Regions from separate parts of the Pan troglodytes genome. Here region 2 is linked to region 1. The links are chromatin contacts, called in public Hi-C maps. All regions are on one chromosome and are shown on one strand. The core of a region is the stretch at or near the end of the contact, and the rest is flanking DNA. Distances in the headings are between cores, read along the strand shown.

What was found. Hi-C and Micro-C count contacts between places; a contact is called where the count stands out from the background.
Region 2: a Hi-C map of induced pluripotent stem cells shows a contact between it and region 1, with 5 times the contacts expected there. The contact joins two enhancer-like sites. A contact is called at or near these places in 5 of 7 Hi-C or Micro-C datasets (blood, induced pluripotent stem cells, a lymphoblastoid cell line and 1 more) and 1 of 1 other capture datasets (stem cell-derived neural stem cells).

Annotation. Positions count from the first base shown.
Region 1 is chr15:73,260,364-73,266,375 of NHGRI_mPanTro3-v2.0_pri, forward strand. No RefSeq gene overlaps it. Among named protein-coding and RNA genes, the nearest start is that of FOS, 32 kb to the left of the region's middle. Within about 2 kb of position 3,123, at least 18 of the 24 cell types and tissues checked have an H3K27ac peak or open chromatin away from gene starts, as enhancers often do. A contact at or near this core is called in induced pluripotent stem cells, where this site is marked.
Region 2 is chr15:73,429,854-73,435,865 of NHGRI_mPanTro3-v2.0_pri, forward strand. No RefSeq gene overlaps it. Among named protein-coding and RNA genes, the nearest start is that of BATF, 41 kb to the right of the region's middle. Within about 2 kb of position 3,213, at least 2 of the 24 cell types and tissues checked have an H3K27ac peak or open chromatin away from gene starts, as enhancers often do. A contact at or near this core is called in induced pluripotent stem cells, where this site is marked.

The DNA of each region.
Region 1 (6,012 bases), core at 1,873-4,372:
CTCAGTTCCTTCTTTGTTAAATGAGAGTCACAGTGCTTGCCCTGCAATCTCAGAGACTCAGTTCAAATGATTGTCACCCCCATAGGTGGGGGAGCCGGTGTCTGATTCCAGCTGTATTGCCAGGGCCTCAGTGCTCAGTACACGTTTGGTGGAGGAATGGACGCCATAGCCTACAATCCCAAAAGCTGCAGCCGCAGGAGGCAGCGTGGCTGGAGAAGGGTCCCGAGCCAGAAGAGGGCGCTCTTCAGCAAAACAAGGTTTGAAGGAAACCGCCAGGATGTTTCTGCAGGATGGCAGATGGAATTCACTTTAGGCTTTAGGATTTTGCAGGTCAAATCATTGCATTCTTATATCTAAACCTACCTCAGCCCTGGTTTCCTAACTAGAAAAAAGGACTAAAATGCAGTTTATTTCCTCTTTTTAAAAATTGTCCTCTTAATGCTTTAGGCACCTAAGAGAGATGCAATTATTTTTACTTTGGAGAGGCTTAAAAGAGCCACTGATTTCCTATAGCTCATGATTCTGCAGATCAGGGATGAAGGCAGGACTTGGCTGGGAATTTTTCTGCTGATTACAGCAATGACTGAGATCCTCCGTGGTATTCAGCGGCAGGATGAACTGGTCTGGGGGGTCTGAGATGGCTTCACTCACATGGCACAGAAGTAATTTTACATTTTGTGTGGTTATTTGACCATTGTCTGTCTCCCTTACTAGTCCAGAGGCTCCCAAAGGGCAGGGATTGTGTCTTTCTTGCCTATCATTTTATCCCTAGTGCCTAGCACAGTGCTGACCCATTAGAGTGTTTAATAAATATGTGTTAACTGACTCAATGATGTGATTCTTTATTTTTTATTTTTTATTTTTTTTTGAGATGGAGTTTTGCTCATGTTGCCCAGGCTGGAGTGCAATGGCACAATCTTGGCTCCCTGCAACCTCCACCTCCTGGGTTCAAGCAATTCTCCTCCCTCAGCCTCTTGAGTAGCTGGGATTACAGGCATGCGCCACCATGCCTGGATAATTTTGTATTTTTAGTAGAGACGGGGTTTCTGCATGTTGGTCAGGCTGGTCTTGAACTCCCAACCTCAGGTGATCTGCCTGCCTTGGCCTCCCAAAGTGCTGGGATTACAGACATGAGCTACTGTGCCCGGCAATGATGCGATCTCTCTCTTTCTTTCTCCTTTCCTTTCCTTTCTTTTCCTTTCTTTTCTTTTCCTTCTTTCTTTCTTTTTCTTTTTTCGGAGTTTTGCTCTTTTGCCCAGGCTGGAGTGAAGTGGTACGATCTCAGCTCACTGCAACCTCTGCCCCCTGGGGTTCAAGTGATTCTTCTGCCTCAGCCTCCCAAGTAGCTGGGATTATCAGTGCCCACCACCACACCCGGCTAATTTTTGTATTTTTAGTAGAGATGGGATTTTGTCATGTTGGCCAGGCTGGTCTTGAACTCCTGACCTCAGGTGATCCGCCCGCCTTGGCCTCCCAAAGTGCTGGGATTAGAGACATGAGCCACCGCACCCGGCCTATGATGCAGTTCTTATGAAAAGTGTTGGGATCATCAGAAAAAAGGCATAGGTGGGAGTTGATGAGGATAGTAGCTCAGTAAGTATGCAAATTGAGCTAAGCCCTTTATAACCTGGCTGTTGGTATTATTTATCCCCATTTTACAGATGAGGAGCTGAGGCTGCTGTTACACAGCTTCAAAGGTTGATGCACAAGAAACATCTTTTTTTTTTTTTTTTGAGAGACAGAGTCTTGCTCTGTCACCCAGGCTGGAGTGCTGGAATGCAGTGGCATGAGCCTCTGCCTCCCGAGTTCAAGCAATTCTCCTTCCTTAGCCTACTGAGTAGCTAGGACTACAGGTGCACGCCACCACGCCCAGCTAATTTCTTTTGTATTTTAGTAGACATGGGGTTTCACCATGTTGCCCAGGCTGGGCTTGAATTCCTGAGCTCAGGCAATCCGCCTGCCTCGGCCTCCCAAAGTGCTAGGATTACAGGTGTGAGCCACCGCGCCAGGCCAGAAACATCTTTTTTGTATCTCAAAGGAGATGGCTGGGTGCGGTGGCTCATGCCTGTAATCTCAACTCTGGGAGGCCGAGGTGGGCGGATCCATTGAGGCCAGGAGTTTGAGACCAGCCTGGCCAACATCTCTACCAGAAATACAAAAATTAGCTGGGCGTGGTGGCGGGTGCCTGTAATCCCAGCTACTTGGGAGGCTGAGGGAGAAGGCGGAGGTTGCAGCGGGCCGAGATCGCGTCACTGCACTCCAGCCTGGGCGACAGAGTGAAACAAAACAAAACAAAAATTTTAAGCACAGCAATAACTTGCTTGGTCCCTGATAGTCCTGGGAGTAAATTCAGGATTATCGAGGACCAAGCAAGTTATTAAAATTGATTATTTGGGAGATAAAAACCCGATGAAATAGCAAAAGGGTAGACGCCATGTTTTCAAATTAGTCACAAATATTCTGGATTCTTGCTTCTACAGTTATCCGAATAAAAGCAGCAAAACCACCCCAAAATTTGAGGTGAACATTACTTGGATGTCTGTCACCACATTCACCTAAAGCTGTTCCTTAACATCCACATACTTGTTTGTTTTTCTTCCTGGATTTATTTATTTTTGATGTTTCTACACACCTGGACTGCTCTCTGACATGGTATGCTTCTTTCGTTTTATCAAGTAACAGGCTGGCCTTTAGTCACAAGTGTGGCATTCGGGAAGCCAACATGGTTTAGTGATAGGGTTCTTGTTGGGTGTGCAGATTGGGGCATTTCGCAGATTATCTGATGCTCAGTCTCTCTATGGGCTCTGCCTTGCCTAAAGGGCAAGTGTGTGTTCATCAAACAGGGCTTCTTTAGGCCTTGTTACTGTGATGGGGGAAATACTCCAAAGTGCCAGGAAATCCTGCCCGGGCAGGGAGCAGGACTTCTCAGTATCCCAGGGATTCGGATCTCAGCCCCCTGCAGCCAATCAGCAAAGGAGCTGTTTCAAACTGACAAGCAAAACAAAGCCCAACAAAAGCAGCTGGAGCCCAAACAAACAGAGTTGGGTGAGGTTGGGAAGGGGAGTCAGGTCTGGCGTCATCCGGCTCCAGGCCAGGCTGTTGCCATGGTGACAGCCAGTCCGTTTACCAGCGGGCAGCAGAGCCAGCTTTCTGAGGGGGAAGCCCAAGGAGGGGAGGAGGAGCAGGGGTGCCCCAGGGGAGCCTGCGCTTCTCCAAGTTACAGAAACCCATAGAGAAGGCTCGGCCACTTCCAGGGAGCAGTGCCTTCTCTCAGGAGCTGGGCAGGCAGCCCGGGGGGCAGTGGGCTGGGAGAAGCCGGCCTGAGAGGGACGGAAGTGTCCACTGAACAGGCAAAGAGGCCTCTGGGAAGGCTAGAAGGCTTTCTGGGCAGAACGGATTTGCAGCTGTGTTGGCTTTCTGGGCAAAAGATGAATTGAAGTAAATCACAGAGTGTTTTAAAATAAAAAACTCCCCCAAACCACACACACACACACACACACACACACACACACACACACACGCCAATGGAGGAGAGAGAGGGCTTTGGGAACCTCAGCGGTGGAACACGGAAATACCTTATATTCTTCTCCAGGAGCATTTTTTTTTTTCTACTCTGATGATGACAACTCAAGTAATTACCTGCAAGACAAGAAGAATGAACAACAGTCAATGCAAAATGTTAGAAAACATCTGCTTTGCAGGGCTTGTCTATCAAAGCCCGGCTCTGTGCCTGAATGGTGTTCAGGTCCCTGAAGGTGGGCCGCTTTAGGATATAGACACTCTTTCTGGCCAACGGGCAATATGAGCCAAAACAAATGCAGTGGAAGAAAGAATCTTGGCATCTTCCTCCAGAAATCTTGCTGCAAAAGTGTCTATCACACAGAAGGAAAAATAGCTTATGATTCTACTCATGTGAGCTTCCTAGAGTAGTCAAATTCAAACAGACAGAAAGTAGAGGGGTGATTGCCAGAGGCCGAGGGGAGGGGAAAATGGGGAGTGAGTATTTAATGAGTATGAAGTTTCAATTTGGGAAGATGAAACGTTCTGGAGATGATGGTGATGAGAGTTGCACAACAATGCGAATGTACTTAATGCCACTCAACTGTAGACTTTAAAAGTTTCAAACAGTAAACTTTGTTATGTATATTTTACCATGATAAAAATAAATATGTCTGTCAGTAAAGACTGTCTTCTTGCTGCAGCAGGAAATGGTGTTGGCTTGAAGGCCAGCATCGAGGGCACATGGGTTCACCTCTTTGAACCTCAGCTGTGTCATCCATCAAATGGAACTTACACTATCTTCCTTACTGCCAACTGTGAAGAGTGGATATGAATGCATTTAGTGAACAGAAATGCACCATAAGAATGTAATTTTTTTTTTTAATTTGAGATGGGGCCTCCCAAAATGTTGGGATTATAGGCATGAGCCACTGAGCCTGGCCAAGAATATAAAATGTGATTAAAGTATTATTTCAAAATTCATTGTTATGGTACCCAAATGCCAAGAGGCAAAAGGAAAGGAGAAAGGGAGAGTTTTGGAGGAAACTAAGGAAAGGGTTATTTATATCTGGCATTTCTAGGAATTGGAAAATACCCAAATACCGTAGGAGAGTTGGAGAGAATTTTGGGCTCGTGCTCAGGGGCCTGAAGGTAAGACCAACTTGGACTATCATGGCAATTTAAAATACTTCTCCCTTTTGCTCTGCCTAAATTGAGAAACAGGTTAAGCCCACCCATCAAGAGGAAATGAAACAAAATGAAATAATGTCAAAACATCACCTCTCAAATTTCATGAAGGGAAATGGTACAGTTACAACACAATGCTGGGTGGAAGCTTATGGGACCTGGAGCCTCCAGGCATGGGTAGAACCCAGGTTCATCACCAGAGAGTCCCATTAACTGTCAATGATTTATTCAATGCATTTCTTTTTTCTATTTAAAGAAATAAGCCATTGGCCGGGTGCAGTGGCTCACGCCTGTAATCCCAGCACCTTGGGAGGCTGAGGCAAGCAGATCACTTGAGGCCAGGAGTTCGAGACCAGCCTGGCCAACATGGTGAAACCCTGTCTCTACTGAAAATACAAAAATTAGCTGGGTGTGGTGGTGGATGCCTGTAATCCCAGCTACTCGGGTGGTTGAGGCAGGAGAATCACTTGAACCTGGGAGGCGGAGGTTGCAGTGAGCTGAGATCACACCACTGCACTCCAGCCTGGGCAACAGAGTGAGACTCCGACTCAAATAAAATAAAATAAAGAAATAAGCCATTCATCACTACCATCACTTTTATCATTACAAAATGTTTTATTAGCATATATTAGCATGTGGCAAGCACCAATTTAAATGTGGTACACACCTTATCTTTTCATTCCTTGCAAGGTGTAGCTTTTTTATAGATAACAATATGAGACTCACGATTACTGATTTGGTCTTTCTGGTTCTTTGTTTCCTGATTGATAAAATGAGAATAATGTTATAGCTAGAGAAGTTTAGCAGCTTGCCCCAAGTCACAAAGCTGGTAAGTAGTAATGTCAGGATTTCAACCCAAGTCCATCTGACTCCAAAGTTCCACCTTTGAATGCTATACTGCATTGGAGGAAACATTATTGCTAAGAAGCTTATGAAAGAAAATTGCTAATGAATATTATGCTCTGAGAGCAATTAGAATGTGCAATTGGTAAATCGCCTTATCATGGCATTGCATGATGTCACAATGACATGCAATGGGGAAGAACAATGAGCATTATGGGTGTGTATTAGCAGAGATTTGGCTTTAAAATGGAATGAAACCACAAAGTACACAAAGAACAGAGTATGAGGCTGGGCGCAGTGGCTCATGCCTGTAATCCCAGCATTTTGGGAGGCGGAGGCAGGTGGATCACTTGAGGTCGGGAGTTCAAGACCAGCCTGGCCAACATGGTGAAACCCCGTTTCTACTTAATATACAAAAATTAGCCGGGCATGGTGGTGCACACCTGTAGTCCCAGCTCTTCAGGAGGCTGAGGCGGGAGAATC
Region 2 (6,012 bases), core at 1,963-4,462, 170 kb after region 1:
GCCCAGGCTGGAGTGCCATGGTGTAGACCTGGCTCACAGCAGCCTCGACCTCCTGGGCTCAAGTAATCCTCCTGCCTCAGCCTTCTGAGCAGCTGCAACCACAGGACACCACCACACCTGGCTGATATTTTTTGTAGAAACAGGGTCTTGCCATGTTGCCCAGGCTGGTCTTAAACTCCCGGGCTCCAGTGATCCTCCCTCCTCAGCTTCCCAAAGTGTTGGGGTTACAGGCATGAGCCACCATGCCTGGCCAACCTGCCAGTTTTGAGTGGGGCCTAGAGCAAGGAAGGGCTCTGTAGCAGATCTAGGCTTCAGTACAAACTGCTCTGCCACTCACGCCTTGTAAGACCCAGTAGAGCTAGAGGCATCCATGGTCCATAAGGTTGGCTATTTCAAATGCACAACTCACGAAAAATTAAAATAAACTTTATATGTCATTCCCCACTTTGAAATGTACCCAATAAGGATCACCTTTCTTGCCCCAGATGAAAGTTCCAGCAACTTTTCTGCTCACTCTGTCTGCTTTTCTGCAGACAGTCCTCCGCCATACTAAGCATAATTTATTAATTAGAAGCTCCAGTCTAAGACTCAAAGTCCCAGGTTTTATTCAATGTTCAAATCTTCCCCACTCCCTAGCTTGGGCCTGCAGCAGGCTAGTGGCCTGCAGTGGGGCAGGGAGAACCCACTGTCTCTTCTCTATTTCTCCCCTTGCCCATCTCCTCCTCCTCCCTTATTCCCTTCCTCCCTCCCAAGCTGTCTGGCCAGTTTCTGACCCCTCCCAAGGATGGAGCAGGAGGTGAGAGCAGTGGCGAGGGTGCAGGAATGGCCTCATGACATTGACCTGTTAGGATTCTGAGCTGGCTTTGGGTGCACTGGAGTTGGCGCATATAAAGCTGATCCTTTCTTTCATAGGTGCCTTTGTGAGTTCTTCTGAGGCTTCTATCTTCAGGAACCTCTTTCCTGTATGTCCCAGGAGACTGCCTCTCACTTCTAGCATCTTGCTGGTACATCCCGGCATCCTCCACGTGGCGCTACTGGACAGAACCCAGGACAGTCCAGCGCTGGCTTTGGGAAGCCCTTGACATCCCATTTTCTGTCCCTTGCCCAGAGACATACAGGATATACAGACTTAGCCCAGAACAACCACTTCTTCACATGGTTCCATGGAGGTCTCCTTCTCACAGGGCTCAAGAAGAGGAGGCAGCAGCCCCTCCCTCCTGCCTGAAGGAAGGCAGGGACTCAGCAACGCAAGGTTCTCTCGAAGAAATTGCTCTAAAAATGTCCCCCCGACCTTTGTGCTTGGAGCCCTTCTTATCTCCTCAAACTGCAGAAGGGTCCAATCATTATGTAATAAGTTCTTTAAAATGTGTACAGTCTGCAAGTGGTGATCCGGCTTCACATCTAAGCCTTGGTGTCTCCATCAAAACTTTAATTCTTGGCCGGGCACTGTGGCTCACGCCTGTAATTCCAACACTTTGGGAGGCTGAGGTGGGTGGATTCTTTGAGGTCAGGAGTTCGAGACCAGCCTGGCCAACATGGTGAAACCCTGCCTGTACAAAAAATACAAAAATTAGTCGGGCATGGTGGCAGGTGCCTATAGTCCCAGCTACTGGGGAGGCTGAGGCTAAGGCAGGAGAATCACTTGAACCCAGGGAGTGGAGGTTGCAGCGAGCCGAGATCGTGCCACAGAACTCCAGCCTGAGTCACAGAGCGAGACTCTATCTCAACAAACAAACAAACAAAAGCCACAACAGTTTAATTCTAATATCCTGATACATTGTTTTCTAGGCTAAAAGGTAGATGATGATTATAAAGGTTTACGGACTCATATTACCTGGCTGTGAAAAAGAAACTGCATAATTGCAGCTAAGAGGATGGCTTCCCTGGGAACTAAGGGACAGGTACTAGTTTTTATTGAGTACCAACCATATGCTGAGTTCTTGTGAGGCGAGTCTTATATTAATATTTACTGTCGAAGAAACTGAGGCTTAGATAAGAGACTTGTCCAACATCACACAGCTGGCACCACTGGACTTCACTGAAAGTAACTGAGCTCTTTCCAGGCTGGAAAGCAAATATAGACCCAACAAAATCCCTGCCTTCAGGGAGGGCACAGTCTCTCGGGGAGGAAGACCGGTCCCTGTGGTCAGTGCTGGACTGGGGCAGGTCTGGGGCGACAAGGTAGAAGAGACTTCTACCTAAGCTCGGGTAAATTTCCTTCTGAGGTGAAATAAAGCCCCACTCCAGCTGGGTGTACCTTGGGGTTTGGTGACCATCTTATTCTGTTCCCCCAAGGGTCACTCTCATGCATGTCAACATTTTTGTCTTTTGATGGCAGTCCTGGCCTCCCCCACCCCAATCCCAGTGGTCAGCTCAACAGTGCGTGAACCACTTTCTTCTTGGCCATTTCATAGTTGCCTCTTTCAGGTGACCAAGAGGCCATCCCTGTAGTGGTGGCTTCATCCAAAGGGAGCCTCTTTTTTTTTTTTTTTTGAGACAGGGTCTCACTCCGTTGCCCAGGCTGGAGTGCGGTGGTGCCATCTTGGCTCACTGCAACCTCCACCTCCTGGGTTCAAGCGATTCTCCTGCCTCAACCTCCCCAGTAGCTGGGACTACAGGCGCTCACTGCTGCGCCTGGCTAAATTTTTGTATTTTTAGTAGAGACGGAGTTTTTGCCATGTTGGCCAGGCTGGTCTCGAACTCCTGACCTCAGGTGACCTGCCCGCCTTGGCCTCCCAGAGTGCTGGGATTACAGGTGTGAGCCACCGTGCCCGGCCACAGGGAGGCTTTTCTAATTGGTGCCGTTACACTCAATCCCAGCTTGACTGCCCTTCCTGAAAGAAGAAATCCTGAAAAGCTAGTCACAGGCTTTGCAGATTCAGCTCCCCGCCAGTCCCCAAATCCTTCCCTTCTAGCCCTATTCACTGCAGTATTTATAGCCCAAATGTGAAACGTATAATTATTCTCCTTCTCTGCCTTTCTTTTCTTGAAATAAAGACTTAGTCCACCCTTCTATTTGCATAACACCACCTGAGAAGAAATCTCCTTGGGGCCCAGGGACTTGAGCGTCTGAACTCCCTGACTTCATACAGAGTTACTGAAAAAGCTCTGTTCTTCTTTGAAGGCACAGAAGAAACCAGAAGAGACTTCCCTCAAATGCATTCCCTTCAAGCAGCTGAAACCTTTGCATTTCTAAAGCGGCCTCTAGCCCAGGCTCCAGAGACACCCCTTCCCTCATTAGAAAGGAAGGGAACTGTGAGGGGAGTCCAAGGTCACAGTTCCTGGTGCTCATGAAACAAGCAGGAGTGAAACATTCAGCTTCTTAGGGAAGGGCTTTTTGGGTCGGTGCCTGGTCAAGTGGGCCAGACCCTGCTCTGCTTCAGGTGGGTGGAAGGGTCGGTGGCCCCTGCAGCTGAACCCCATCCCTGACTGGGCTCCTGCACAAGGAGCAGACGATCCACGTGGGGCCTTAGAGTTTCTACCCCTCCCACACACAGGACTTGCAGTTCTTTCATTCGGATTTGCCAAAAGGGGGATTTTCTTTCCTCATAAACTGACAGATAAACAATGAGATTTACTAAATTAGTTACATAAATAGAAAAGCTGTTCACAAGTATAACACAGAGGTGTGGATTTCATTTTGCAGCCAATTCCTCCTTACTAGGAAATTTATACTAGAAGTCTAGCCAGGCAGGGGTGGCTAAACTAAGAGAAGTCATTCGTATTTACCTTCATTTTTAAAATCTAAACATTTACTTGAAAAGCCCAGAAGTGTTTTTAAAAATGACCTTTGGAAAGAAAAGCCACAAACTGGAAGAAAATATTTGTAAAACACATATCTGATAAAGGTCTTATAACTAAAATATACAAAGAACTCTTACAACTCAACAATAAGAAAGCAAACAAACCAATTAAAACATGGGCAGAAGATCCGAACTGACACCTCGAAGATACGCAAATGGCAAATAAGCACATGAAAAGATGCTCAACATCATATGCCATTAGGAAATTATAAATTAAAACAATGAGCTACCTGCACACACCTATTAGAGTGGCTGAAATCCAAAACACAGAGAACACCAAATGCTGGCGAGGATGTGGAGCAAAAGGAACTCTCATTCACTGCTGGTGCAAACGCAAAATTGGTGCAACCACTTTGGAAGACGGTTTGGCAATTTCTCATGAAGCCAAACTTACTCTTACCATGTAATCCAGCAAGCACATGTCTTGGTATTTACCCAGATGAATTGAAAACTTATGTCCACACAAAAGTTGATAGCAGCTTTTTTCATAATCACCCCAAATTGGAAGAAACCAAGATGTCTTTCAATAGGTGAATGGATAAACTATGATATATTCAAAAGGTGGAATATTATTTAGCGATAAAAAGAAATGAGCTGTCAATCCATGAAAAGACAGGGAGGAACCTTAAATGTATTTTGCTAAGTGAAGGAAGCCAGTCTGCAAAAGCAACATACTGCATGATTCCAACTATGTAACATTCTGGAGAAGGTAAAGGAGGGAGATCATCAAAAGATCTACAGTTGCCAGGGCTGCAGGGAGGAGAGAGGGAGAAACGGTGCAGCACAAGGAATTATGAGGGTGGTGAAACGTTTCCCTATGATACTGTTAATGATAGATACACGATATTATGCATCTGTCAAAACCCATAGAACTATACAACCAAAGAATGAACCTTAAACTGTAGACTTTTTAAAATAACAATGTATCATTTTGGTTTATCAATTGTAATAAGTGTACTACACTAATGCAAGTTATTAACAATAGGGGAAACTGTCAGAGAGGCGGTACACAGGGTGAGGCAGTGTGGAGAAGAGGGAATATATAGAAACTGTACCTATACTCAACTTTTCTGTGAAACTAAAAATTAAAATCTATTGGCCAGGCACAGCGGCTCATGCCTGTATCCCAGCACCCTGGGAGGCCAAGGACAGTGGATCACTGGAGGTCAGGAGTTTGAGAGCAGCCTGGCCAACATGACAATACCCCATCTCTATCAAAAATACAAAAATTAGGCATGGTGGTGGGAGCCTGTGGTCCCAGCTATTTGGGTATCTGAAGCACGAGAATCACTTGAATCTGGGAGATGGAGTTGCAGTGAGCCGAGATCGTGCCACCGCACTTTAGCCTGGGTGACAGAGTGAGACTCTGCCTCAATAAATAAATAAATAAATAAAGTCTCCTAATTTTTTTAAAGGCCTATGACCCCATTTCTTCTTTTTAATCACATACAACAAGGTGGAGACGCCTCTTGGGGGTGAGTAGCCTGCCACTGGCGCTCCAGGGCTGGGGTTGCACTCCCGAGGCTCTGCTGTCCTGGGGTCTCAAGAGTGGCCCCGCTGCCAGGACTCCACTAGGCACTGCCCTGGTGGGGACTCTCCACAGCAGCCCCTTCCCTGTGCCATGTCTTTGCCTGGGCCCTGAGGCTCTCTGAGGCATCCCTTGAAATCCAGGTGGAGGTAGCCCTGCCTCTGCAGCTCATCACTGCATGCCTGTGGAGTTAGCACCACATGTAAGCCACCAGGGTTCACCACTTGTGTCCTGTGGAGTGGTGGCTTCAGCTGCACCTGGGCCCACCTGAGCAACAGCTGGGGCTACCAAGGAGCACCATGCCAGAATACAGTTAGCAGAGACTTGAGGCCCTGGACTGGGATCCCCGGGACCCCAAGTTCCACAGGAGCCCTGGGCCCCTCCCTTGAAATTATTTAGCCCTCAATGCCCTGACTGTGATGGGTAGGGCAGTCTCTGAGATCTCAGAAATGCTTTCAGGGTTATTCTTCCATCATCTTGGTGAACAGCATCCAGCTTCCTTCAATCTATACTAACCTGTTTATCAACAGATTAACAGATTTACTAATCTGTGGTCACTTGGCCACACCCTTGGCTTTCTCTCCTAACATGCTTTTTTATTCTTTACATGGCCATGCTGAGAATTTTCCAAATCATTCTGCTTCCCTTTTAATTAAAAATTCCGTCTCTAAGCCGGGTGCG